Regions from separate parts of the Mus musculus genome. Here region 2 is linked to region 1. Evidence: chromatin contacts called from public Hi-C data. All regions are on one chromosome and are shown on one strand. Each heading gives the region's core, a stretch centred on a gene start, on an enhancer-like site or on the middle of the called end of the contact. The rest is flanking DNA. Distances are from core to core; before and after follow the strand shown.

Region 1 (6,209 bases), core at 632-3,131:
AGGCAGTGGTGGATACAGGGAGACTGCCTAGAGGCAATCACAGTGATTCAAGGAAGAGATCATGGGGGATTGTCAAGGGTTATTCTCTGACTGTGCTTCATTTTCCTATATGGGGGGGGGGGGTTTATGTGGTGTGTAATGTATATGCATATGTGATCGTTTGCATATGTTTGGAGGTATATGTGTGTGCACATGCCTGTGGAAACCTGAAGTTAGCATAAGGAATTTCTCTTGATTATTCTCCATCTTATTCACTGAGGTATGGTCCCTCAAAACCAAAAGTTGTCCATTCAGCCAGCCTAGCTGTCCAGCTCACTCCTAGGATCTGTGACTTTGCTGTAAAGGCACTGGAATTACTAGCAGACCCCTCCCACTCCCCCCCCCCCCCCAGCATTGATGTAAATGCCAGAAAGCTGACCTCTGGTCCTCACTGTTGCTAGCTGTACAACACACTACTTAACTACTGAGCCAACTCCGCAGCCCTGAATATATTTTAGAAAATATAAAAGAATGCCTTATCCAAACTCATGATTGACAGAGCCTTTCAAGGTGGTGGGAAAAGGTGAATCAGAAATCCCATGGAGGATGACTGCCACGACACACGTGGTCGCAACTGTATGAAAGGGACACTCTTCAGGAAAATACGCATCAGTGTGGTGGGGACCTGGGGAAGGTGGCTTTAAAACTCCAGGGCACCATAATAGAGAAACCAGACACATGTGGCTTTTGAAACTTTTTTATCCTAAGTGCTTGTTTGCTAAGAACCAATTACATAATTTGGAAAGTCTGGCGTGATGTTCTTTATCTTGAATCTTACATCAAAACTTCAGGTTCTCTAATAGCAAACCCCTCAAGCTTCAGTGTTTATTTTTGTAATTGACATCATCTACTTTTGCTAGAGCTGAACCAGTGAAAGGACAGAGGAAAAAGAAATTGCAAAACTGAAATTTAAAACGTCAGAATCCACGGGTCACATTAACAGCAGTGTTTGACAGGGTCTGGTTTCTAGCTTCCATCTTTCAGGGGCTTGCTCGAAAACTTTCCAAGATGCAACACCATCATGGGCTGAACTCACTGATATTTGGGCAAACATTGCATTTACTCTCCATTCTGTTAAAATGTCGAGGTGTAAGTGCTCTGACATAATGTGGATTTATGTATTAACACAAAGGTCTCCTGAGACATGTACCCATAATTCTCCACTGGCTAGTGACTGTAAATCAGACTAGAAAGGCAGATCGGGGCCCTCTTTCTCCAACTATCTGTGATTTAATAAAGGAGAAAAACATGATAACTAACAAAGGAAGGCAGACATCACATTTGCCCCCCTCCTCTACACACACACACACACACACACACACACACACACACACATGCTCGCACAGAACCAGCTGACACTTTAATCCTGAATCCTCCACAAATGTCAGAGACTGATACTTTAAGTATTCTAGGAGACTTTTGAAGAATGACAATTTCAAAAATACACTTTAAATTTTTATTAATTTTACTTCAACGAAATGGATTTCATATAAAGGGGTAATGCCTAAGCAGCAATAACTCAGAATTATCATCTTCGAAATAAACATCCCAGGCACAGAAAACTTGCTCTCCGTGTCTAGTCTCCCTCCATAGCCACCCACCCTCCAACTCCCTTAACACTTCTTCCAGCGTTATCTCAGAATGCTGTTCTCTGCTGATGTATCTTCCCCAGGGCCGCTGCACCACTTCTCCTCAGAGTCATGCAGCCCCGGGATCTGGCTCTGCCTTTATTTCTCTTTCACTTTGCCTGCCAATTTCATCTTCAGAGCAGGTCACTATCCTGCTCTGAAACCTTCCATAAGTCCCCATGCCCGCAGACGGAAGCCCACAAGCTTAACATAACTGCCCCCTGGTGGTCATCTACTGACTCACAGAGTTGGAACCCGGATTAAGGTTTCATTCAACATGGAAGACCTTTTTATTTCTAGGGGAAGCCAAGGGTGGGAAAGTGGAAGAAAGTGCGGACAAGTGTTTGCTTTCTTTTCACAGCTACGGTGAAGAATACCAGAGAGCAACACCTTGTGCCTCCAAGAAAGTATTAGTCTCCCTGAGGACTCTTCGGAGTTCCATGTGCAAAGCAATGCTCATCTCCATTGTCTCTACATGCTCATCTCTATTGTCTCTACATTGAGCGCCAACTTGGAATTTTGTGGATGAAACATGACTCAGTGTAATCCGTGATTTACAACATAATTGGTCCCCTGAACTGACTTCCTAAAGACACATGTTGTCAATTAAGACCACATTCTTGGAGCAGAATGTAACATTAAAATAGCAAAAACAATCAGAAAATAAACTTAAAAGCACAGAAAATTTGCTTCCTGCAAACATTGAGAATGTAAAGCAAATATTTAATGTCAATTCTCAGAAGTTCCTTTGGGGGATATTTTTCTTTTCATGGTCTGGACAAGTTAACATGTTTTAAAATGTAAGCATGAAAGGTTTTTAGCATGGAACTACTTTGGTCTAAGTTTTTAATGCTAGAAAATGACAATTACTGTCCTAGTAAAAAAAAATATAATTCCATGTCCATGTATGTCAGAATCAGCAAAGGAATCAGCCTGCGACATTCACCCCTCATGCCCACTATTTGCCACAAAAAAAGTTAAAATTAGAAAAACTAAGGAGTTGAACATTTGGGGAGAGTTTCCCTAGGGGCAACAGGTGTGTGTGATGTCTTCATCCACTCCCATTTTGAAGGCAGGATAGAAAAGCAGAGCTGCGTCTCAGCCTTGAGGCCCAGTATAGAGACTGAGGATAGCACACTCAGAACTTCTCTGTGTCCTCCGAAAACAGAGGAGCGGAGTGGGCTGTTCCTGATTCAGGCCCGAGTAACCTAGAGACAGCATCCAGGTGGGGGAAGCATCAGCACAAACGAACCTGAGAGGCAATATCATTCCTACAGGCAGAACAGGACAGGTGTGTCCTTTTCACACACTCAGCCCGATGCATGGGCAAGCAGTGGAAGACAGGCCACCGTGCGTTCTGTACAGGATAGGGACAAAGAAATGCCCACAAAAAGACGCCGCGGGAGCAAGGGGAGTTCTCAAAATGTTGACTGAGTTCTAGGTGGTCTTCACGCCCAAGGAAGCCAAAGGCCTAAGATCCAAGACACAGAGCAGGACACAGAGATGTTGTCAAAGAGCTCAGAATCTGCGGAGGTGCTGCTATGCTCAAGTCAGAGACATCCAGGAATGGCTCTTCCCTCCTTACTCTCCTTCCTGGCTTCACTGATCAGAGGAGAGTTGCAGAGGGGTAAGGGGTCTAAATAGAGACAATGCTATTTCCTTTACCACGGGTACTTAATAGACATGTTCCTGAAATCAGATGGTTAGTGGTGAATGCTGACTACTAAGAGTTGTTTGTCTTTTGTTTTCTGTTTAAATCAAGAGTCTACATTTCATTTTAAACCAAGAGAATAACTATTATTCTCATTGGATGCTAAGGCCAGTTGTCTTATCTTTTGCTGTCGACATTCTTGAGGAGTAAACACTGGTACCAGGATAGACATAGTATGTGATTTAGGAAAATACATTTCCAAATCTACGCTCTTCCACTTCAATAAGATCTATGTATTTTAGGAATAAAGACTTTTATAATTGTTTGTGGGACCATCATTAAAGTTTCTTATAATGTACCACTTATGTACCATGAGTTTAAGAAAAAAAAAAAAACCAAAACGCTACTCAATTGAAAAAAATCTTTGTATATCTCAAGTATGCAAGTTTCAGGTAATAACTTCAACATCCAGAAGCTTATGAAATTATTTTTCCACTGTTTTGGATAATAGAGTTTTTCACTGCATATGTCTGAACATGCAAGAACAAAATCTGGTAGATTATTCTGTATCTTAAGAAATTTCTCTGAGTCTAGAAATATATAAACTTTGGAGATTGGATCACTAGTGTTTTAAACCTCAGATGAGAATAAAATGGGTTTTGTCTTAATAGCCTTAAATTTTTATTTATTTATTTATTTATTTATGAGAGAGAGAGAGAGAGAGAGGTGCACAGATCCCCTTGGAGGTCAGAAGAGGATCTCCAGGAGTTGGAGGCTCAGGTCGTTGTGAGATGACCAATGTGGGCTCTAGGGACTGAGCTCTGGTCCTCTGGAAGAACAGTCAGTGAGTGATCTTAGCCACTGAGCCTTCACACCAGCCCTTAGCAGCCTTTTAGTAAACGTTAATATGAGCTATGGCAGACTGTAAATCTCTGTAGCTCAGCTGTAGGAAACCTCAAGGACAACGTGCCTTGCCTGCAAGGGATTCCTGCTGCGACATCTACAAGAGAATCTGTCAGCACTCCCGTTGCTCTAACTGAACCATGCTAGTTAGCATGAATGAATGAAGGACCTGAAGAAGGAATGAAGGACTGAGTGAAGGAACATTAAGATGGGAGGATGCACTGTAAAGATAATCATGCATAGGATCTGCCATCCATCCCACTTATGCGTGAAACAAAAAATTAGTTTTCTTCTCTGAGCATCTTAAAGATAAATACGCTTCAGCTATGAATACTGCTTGATCTGGGGTTGTGTAGGATCTGTTCGCTAAGTCAAAAATGTGCAAGAGAAGAGAATGCTTCTTAGCCATGCAGGCACATGTGAGCTGTTGACCGTGCTAGGCTCCGGTGTAGGAATGAATAAACAACCTAATAAAATACAGTGCAAATCCAGGAAATCCTGAGAGATAAGAACAGACAGAGAGAATGCATTGGAGCCAGTAAGCTCTTCTGTTTCTGGTCATGTACTTCTGACACAGCACTAGGAACATCTTTGTGTAACTTACTACTACGTGTTAAGAAGAAAACTTACTATTCAGACTCTGGACAGGAGGCACAGAACCATGAGAGATGGAGAAAACCAAACCAAACCAAACCAAACAAACAAAAACAAATAATCAAAAACAGTGAGCTCTGAAAATCAAGACCTCTGTCTCAAATCTAAGGCTCATTTCCCAGTGAGGGACAGGGAGAAGGAACCTGAAAAAGTCTGTAGTGTGTCTGGATAAGGAGAACTTGAAAGTCACAAGGCTGCTAGAATTAGCAGCGCTTGATCCCATAGATGGGAGAGACAAGGAGAGCCCAGAAACCCAGAGAGGGCTGCCTGGCTTCTTTGAGCACTTCCTATGACCCCACAAAAGGAATGCGTGCCCAAGTTAAGAACACATTGATTTCTCAGAAGCCAGACTGAGGAGCCTTCCTCACAAACACAGACACCTCCATACCCCTTAGCAGTGGCACTAAATCAGACAGAGGCTGCACCACACCTGCCAAAGAAGGCATCAAAGCATGCCTCCAAAGAGACTGACTGATATCAGCCTAGGTACGCCACGCAACAAAGCCCCCAAAGATTTAAATAACAAGAAAAACATCGAAGGAGCACCTAACATTACAAAATTCACAATTTGGTCTCTAACAAAAAAATAAGCAAGCAGGCAAAGAAGCGAGCAAAACATAACCGCTATCCAGGGAAAAAGTGGATTAATTAACACAAAAGGTGGGTTAATTAACATAAGTGGACTAATTAATATAAAAATGGATTAATTAACATCAAAATTACTAAACATTACTGGAGATGCTTTGTGTTTCTAGAAGGAGTGTACGAGCAGGGATGAGAGTGGAGAATTTTAATGGGGAAAGAACAAAAACTATTCAAGAACTCAGCTGCTTTGCCATGAGGTTTAGGGAAATGTCTAAAACTTAGGTAATAATGTCCTGCTGAAAAGCTGCTGTCCTCAAGAAAGCAAAAATGGGATCTATTTTAAATGCATGGACCATAGAGTTCTCATGATGTTTTTATATGTGGTAAGCAACCGAGAAAAAGAAGTTTAAAAATATTCCACTGGTCTTCTTTTGGTTGGTTGGTTTTTAAATTAATGCAATTTGAAAAAAAAAAATTTAACACAAAGCAAAAAAAGGAAAGTACATGATAGCATGACTATGTGGAGGCCTTTGTGATACACATCCAGGAAATGGGCCAGATGAGACGGGAGCAAGAAGGAGAAGAGCAAGGTACCTGGTGCAGTGACTTTACCAGCTGCTTCTTCCTGTGGCCTTTGAGAATCAGAAATCTCAAGGCGGGTAGTTCTTTTGCTCTTTTGTGCGTCACCCAGTCACCTGTGTCAGCTTTACTCACTAGTACAACTCTTTTGGAAGGACTGGACCAGTTCC
Region 2 (6,670 bases), core at 346-2,845, 190 kb before region 1:
AAGAATGAAAGAAATGAAGAAAAGAAATAATAAACATGCCAACGTATTTTTAGGTTGGTGACATATTCGTGTGGCTTATCACCAAATGTGACAATCCTGTGGTGGCAAATCTCCCAGTCAAAATAATACGTGATAAAAAAAAAAAACTCTCTTCAAAGAAACTTCCAGTGTTTCAAAGTAGAAAATATGAACTGCTTACAACGTAAACACAAAAAAACAATATCCAGGTTAGATATTTTGAATTGATGTCTCCACTAATGTTTTAAAACTATACACCAGTAATTTTAAAATCTGTATTTTCTAAAAATTATACTCTATGAGGAAAGTTCAGCCCCACCCTACGGGCCAAAAGGGTGGCTTAGCGGGTAAGAGCACAGAGCACCCAGGTTGGATTCCCAGCTCACACATGGTGGCTCACAACCATCTGCAACTCCAGTTCCAGGGATGCTGACAATCCCTTCTGACTCCTTGGGCAGAGACACATGGAGCACACACGGAACACACATACACATGGAGCACACACATTCATGCAGAAAAAAAAAACACTCATACATGTTAAATAAGTAAATCTGGTTGGTTGGTTTTTAGAAAGACTGGTTTGCTGTGTCTATCTTGATCAAGAAGCAAGATGCCTGCTTCAGATAGTGTGCTACACACCAAGTCAAATGGGACGACTTAAAGTCCTTTTACAGTCTCTGAGTATCACCCTGTAGCTTTCAACCTGACAGACCCCAAATTCTGAGCTCACAGGAAACATCCAACACAGAAGTTCCATTTTCCAGCTCATGGTAGAGTCTTTCTCAACTGAAAGTCCTCTTCTCCTTCCTAGTGCTGTGCAGTGTAATGGTTTGGTAGCTCATTGCTTCTAAGAATCTTTCACCTTTTCCCACTGGTATCCTCTTGCCTTGCCAATCATCCTGAGACAGGCACATGTGGTCCTCTCTTCTGACAAACAACATGGCTGCCCTGGCTCCCCTCTGGTACCTTCTTGTTTCATCCAAGACCAGGCTGAACGTTTTCTCCCAAGCTGAAAGCCCCGGGCCACATAAGGGCAAAGCAGCCACATCAGAGCTGCTCCTGGTACCAAGGAAAATTATTTGCCCCAAGAGGCAAACACAGCCCAGGCAGTGTCCAGGGTATCAATCCCTCTCTTCTCTGTTATAAAAGGTCCTATTGTAGAGACACAAATCATTCAGAGATGGCATAGACAATGTCTAATCAGTTAATAGCCACTGCGCAGCCGCTGGGGACTGGCCCCAAACTAGATGCCGCCTGTAACCTATTCACTGGAAGAAAGCAGGACAGAACACAACTCGCACAGATTTATATTCATTTCTCCTTTTAGCTCAGGACACCCGGGCAAGCCTGAATCCTTTGAACAACAGTAGACAAAGGCAGCCGTAATAGAGATGAGAATACTTTTTATCTCCGGGCAGCAAGGTGGCAGATAAGTCCCAGTGGGTTACTCACACTGGTCGAAGTTGCGTCCCTGCTTCTGTCATGAATCACCGCTTTATGGAGTTTACGGAATCTCTGAGATTCTCCTTCCTTGTTTGTGAAACAAAAATGACGACGATCTACATCACAAGTCCTGTAAAGCACTGCAGCCTGCGGAAGTGCCGGATACTTTATGAGGCGTGCTGATGACACTCGGCCGTATTTGCTCTCCCCACGCCCCGTGTCTAAAATTAGAAGCCCTCGTCAAAAGTCTCTTGCGTACAGTATCCTGTTTAGCCCTCGCCCAAATCCCACCCACGTACACTTGAACTCGTGAACAGCACGTCAGGCCTTTGGGTTTGCTTTCTGAAACATAATTGAGAAAATCCTCTCGGTTTCTTGAATTTAGCTCTCCTCCCTGGCAAGCGTTACAAAAAATACCTGAAGCTGTGAAAGGGTTAATTTTATTCCCGTGTTCCAGATGTCTTCAGCACCTTGACTTTGGTAATATATTAAGAACAGTAAGTCTTTCTAATGAAAGTGAAAGGTATGCATTGTGTTGAACTGGGCCACTTTCCCCTGAAGCAACGCTGCTTCTTGGGACAGCATCCCGCCATGTTCTACAGGGTGAGATATGGCTGTGCTCAGGTTTACCCTGTGCTGGCACATTTTCAAGCAACTGAAATTGGTATCCAAGCAGTTAAAACTACATCAGCAGTAATAGCTATGAGCTCATCTTGTATAAAGACATTTTTAGTTAAACACCACAATCTTGGGGTGGGGGGCGGCGAGTTAGTGTGCTTAACCAGGCTGGCTTGGAATAGCTCACAATATGACGCATACCACAGGAAATCGAGTGGTATGAGGCACCTACAAAATATTTTTCAAACAAGTCATTGACGCTGTAAGGCCCATGCCTCAGCTTTAGGAAGTCACTTATTAAGAATCAACACCAGCCGTGCCAAGCTAAGCTTCTGCTCTTGGTGATTTTCCAATTGAATATTCAGGGCCCTGTCTCAGTCTTGTTTTCGGGGAAGTACATGCCTGGAATGTTAGCAAGCTATTTGCTGGAAAAAATGCCCACAACAGACCCAATGTTGATCACATTAATGCGTTTGAGTGGGTATAGAGTACAAATGATTGAAAACGCTTCCAGATCCCCGTTACCGGGGACAAAGCAGCCTCTGTTCTCTGATCCGATGGTCATTTTTTTTCCAGCAGAGGATGTGGTGCAGGAAGAGGGAAGAGTGCCAATCTCTGTCTAATGGTTCCAAATAGGGCCTGGGCCTAGCTCTTTGGATGCCATCGATGAGTGGGAAATGAAACGCAGATGGGTCAGATGGGTAAGGAGAGGGGATTACAGGTCAGGCCAAAGAGTTGGAATAAATTAAGTGCTTATGAGGTACAGAATGGTACATTGTTTAAGTGAATGGACAGGGGAAAAACATTCTGGCATTGTTTGGACCAGTGAGGGAACGCAACCTTCCCCCTCCCAGACCCACATAGGCTCAGAGCTGCGTCCTCAGGATGCGAGTGAACAAAACCCCCGAACTGTAGCCAATGGCTGCCTAGAGGATTCTCCCCCAGCCTAAAGAAGCAATTTCGCTTTATTACACACGAGATGTAATTTATTGGGAGAAATGTTTGGGTTCGTGTCAGATCATAGAGAGTCAGATTTGGGGTTCCCTGGAGATCGCTGAGGAGAAGGTGAGTAACCACAAATTAATACAGCAGGGAAATAAAGCGACAGAAGAAATGCTTGAAATATTGAACCAATTTCCCCCATTTTAGCATTTTAAAACTTTGCTCATAAATCCGAGATCAACTTAAGAAAACGAAGCAGACCTTACAAGGCATGAAATCGATATAGACAACGAAAAGTGGATCTGAAAGATTCTTTTTTTTTTTTTTTTCTCTTAGTTTTAGGGCTCTTAATACTATAGGGAAAGACACAGAAATGGCTTTTTAGACAACGAGGATGTTCTGAAAACAGATTGAAAGGAACCAGTGAGACAGGGATAGGGGCACTGCCACCAAGTCTGAATTTTATCCCAGTACCCACAGTAGGAGAGAACGAACGAGTGTCTCTGAGGTATCCTCTAACCTCCACTAGTGGGCGTGGCCTGAATGTGTGCATACTCTCTTGCACACAAATAAATACACATTGAAGAAATATAAGTCATACAGGTGACTTTAAATGTGAAGCACGGGGGATGACAGTAAATCTGTCCATTCTGTGAGAGAAAATTCATAAAATTACAATGTATATTCATGCCTGGCTCTTTAAGACTAGGTAATTGTAGGACAAATTGAATGTGTCTTTTTGATGACATAAAGCCAATAAAATGTTAAGGGCAGGAAGTATCACATATGGAAAGAAATCTAAAGTGCACTCGCCAACAAAATAAGAAACTTTTAAACTGTAGTCAATGGCTTATTTATTTATTTAGTATGACAAAAAATATTTTCAGAAGCTGATTTTCATAGCTGCTCTGTGTCCATTTTGTGGGTTTGACCTTTATCAGAATATCTCATGGGCAAGGCTGGAGACGATTGCTGTCTACAACCTAAGGATGCTCACACACTGGGTACTAAGAGCTTCTTGACCTATGCATCTCATTGCACTCCAGCTCCAGAGACCCCTGGAAGACCACAGCAAGCAATCAGCAAGAAATTCTCAATGAGCCATCTCTTTATGTGTATAATGATTTTCACTGTTTTTATGTCTTTATACTTTTTCAGCAAGTAACGGGACTGTATGTGTATATCACTGTTTTGTTTGTTTGTTTGTTTGTTTGTTTGTTTTTTCTACTACTTGCAGCCATCTTAAAACTGAGCTTGTCCAGCTGGGCAGTGGTGGCTCACGTCTTTAATCCCAGCACTCCAGATGCAGAGGCAGGCAGATCTCTGATTTCAAGCCAGCTAGGTCTGCAGAGCAAGCTCCAAGACAGCTAGAGCTACACAGAGAAACCCTGTTCAAAACAAAACAAAACAAAACAAAACAAACAAACAAAGCAGAGAATAAGTAAATAAACAGAACAAAGCTGAGCTTGTCCTATAAACATCTAAATAGCTTACATGTTCCCCCAATCTTCTCCCCTTCAAAATTCTTTTGAGCTCTGCTCTTATAAAGTAATCTGAAGAAGAAACAACCAACATATAAAGTAAGTGAAAACTGACCATGATACAAACATCAGTATTGAGTGATGGAGAGGAAAAAAGAAACGTCTCCAGACACATTTCCCCTTTATGCTGAGCAAAAACATTAAACTGTTGCTCATGGAAAGAAGGGCATAAACCCATCAGAAACTAATATCCGTTTGTGGATATTGCTGTTTCCTTTCCCATAAAAGACATGATGTTTTTCAGTCTCCTTTTCTCTTTTACATTAGAAAAAAAAAGTGGACAACGGAAAATGTTGGTAGCAGACTCTAAAAGGCAAAATTGCTTCAGTAAGAATTAAATGAGTATGTGATCTAACATGAAATTGGAGATAATCTTTTAAGAAAAAAAAATACAAGTAGCAGTAGCAGGACAAGGTACCCGAGAAACAGTCGTCTTCTCTTTCAGTGGGATTTTTAAAAAAGTTTCAATGAATGTAATAACCATCCTGCTGGCTAGAGACCTGGAGGGATCCGAGAGAGGTGGATAACAGACAGACCCGCATGTACCTTTAAGGATTCCTGGATGTTATTAGTCAGGCCCCTTAGATGACGTCACAGCACAATGCAGACTACGTCATAGCATAATGCAGAATACGTCATAGCATAATGCAGAATACGTAAGTGCCAGTAAATACCTGTAAGCAGGAAAAAGAGGATGAGAATAGTGAGACCATTGACCCATCAGGCAGTGGTACTTCCGTGCAGCCGAGCCTGACTATGGCGACCAGCCGCATAAGGACCCTCACGAATCCCTTAGGTATATCAGGTTGGAGAAAACACTAGCAAACATAGCTATCTAGCATAGCCTAAGGGAAAAGAACACACATATTGTTCTGCAGTTAGTCGTCAAGCAACATGACAGACGAACAATAACTAGGAAGATTTTTCCTAAGGTGTTTTATCAGACCAGAAGATGGCTCGGCAGAAAAAGCTGTTTGTTGAGATGTGTGATGACCTGAACTCCACACCCAGAGCCCACACGGTGGAAGGAAGAGAAGCGAATCCTGCCATCTTTCTTATGGTTTCCACACCCACGAATGGCATGTGTGCATTCACACATACCCACCAAATAAATAAATACGTTGAAAAAGTGTTTTATACTTTATATACCACGAAACCTAAATTGCCTCCTGGGATTTCCACTTATGAGTCAGGGCTACAGACATTGTTTGTGGAGGGGGAGGGGGAGTAAGTTTTTGTTTCTTGATCTATTTGGCTTGTGACTGGACTGAATTCATCCAGAGGGCTCCATTTATAAATAAATGTGTGCGTGGTCCACAAATAAGGTTGAAACTCATTTCTTTTTATCCTAATATGCTGCTGTTGCTGTGTCTTCTATGAACAGAGGTTAGATCTAGAGACACTGTAGGCAGCTGACGCAGCCTTCTCCAAGTGAGCCAACCATCCCCAAGCTATCATTATTTCGTTTCTTTTCTGTCTTAGAAACAAAACAAAAAACCATGCAGTGTAAAGGACTTGGGGCCACAGTGAAGGAGTTTACTTTTCCACCAAGGACTTTAGAAATAATGTGTTGACTGGTTCTCTGCAAACACATTCTTTGTGCCATTTTTGACTTCCGGGGAAGGATTTATGCTCCACCTGACAGCTCTGCTTTGAAGCACTTATAAACAAAAGCAGGTGTTTATAAGACACTCACCAGGGGAAAATTTGTCTTTTGACCGTGAACAAGGCAGGGGTGGCTGTACTACGAAGGGGGTTGACCACAGATGATTGAGATGAGGCTAGAGGAAGGAGGAAGTGCCTGACATCACTTCCTTAGTGGAAGTCTTATAACTAACTGTTCATTGGTAACAAAGATAGGGAAAATACATAATTCAGAAAATAAAAACAAGTTCATATGAGGTTTATGGCAGAGAGTAAATGTACCTTTGGGTATATTCATTGTATAAAATGTCGGGCTTCATGGATTATATATATATGATATTTTGTGATTATGTATACTACATACCCTCCTCCTCCCATATGAAACCTTCTTCTGTAGTTTCAATCTGCATTTCCTCGATGGCTATTGGTGTCTACATTTTTTCTCACGTTTATTGGCCATTTGT

What was found. Hi-C and Micro-C count contacts between places; a contact is called where the count stands out from the background.
Region 2: a Hi-C map of neural progenitor cells shows a contact between it and region 1, with 6 times the contacts expected there. The contact joins the promoter of 9330188P03Rik here to the enhancer-like site in region 1. A contact is called at or near these places in 8 of 39 promoter capture datasets (the 3T3-L1 cell line, the C10 cell line, cranial neural crest and 4 more), 11 of 484 Hi-C or Micro-C datasets (the 3T3-L1 cell line, the C2C12 cell line, the HL-1 cell line and 7 more), 5 of 115 datasets of contacts at active chromatin or transcription factors (astrocytes, neural progenitor cells, oligodendrocyte precursor cells and 1 more) and 1 of 9 other capture datasets (embryonic trunk).

The regions. Positions count from the first base shown.
Region 1 is chr14:105,393,298-105,399,506 of GRCm38.p6, reverse strand. No RefSeq gene overlaps it. Among named protein-coding and RNA genes, the nearest start is that of 5430440P10Rik, 31 kb to the left of the region's middle. Within about 2 kb of position 1,881, at least 25 of the 459 cell types and tissues checked have an H3K27ac peak or open chromatin away from gene starts, as enhancers often do. A contact at or near this core is called in the C2C12 cell line, the N1E-115 cell line, neural progenitor cells and 1 more, where this site is marked.
Region 2 is chr14:105,584,474-105,591,143 of GRCm38.p6, reverse strand. 9330188P03Rik (RIKEN cDNA 9330188P03 gene) reads right to left here and starts at 1,595. Exons shown (of 3, transcript NR_102319.1): 1 at 1,471-1,595.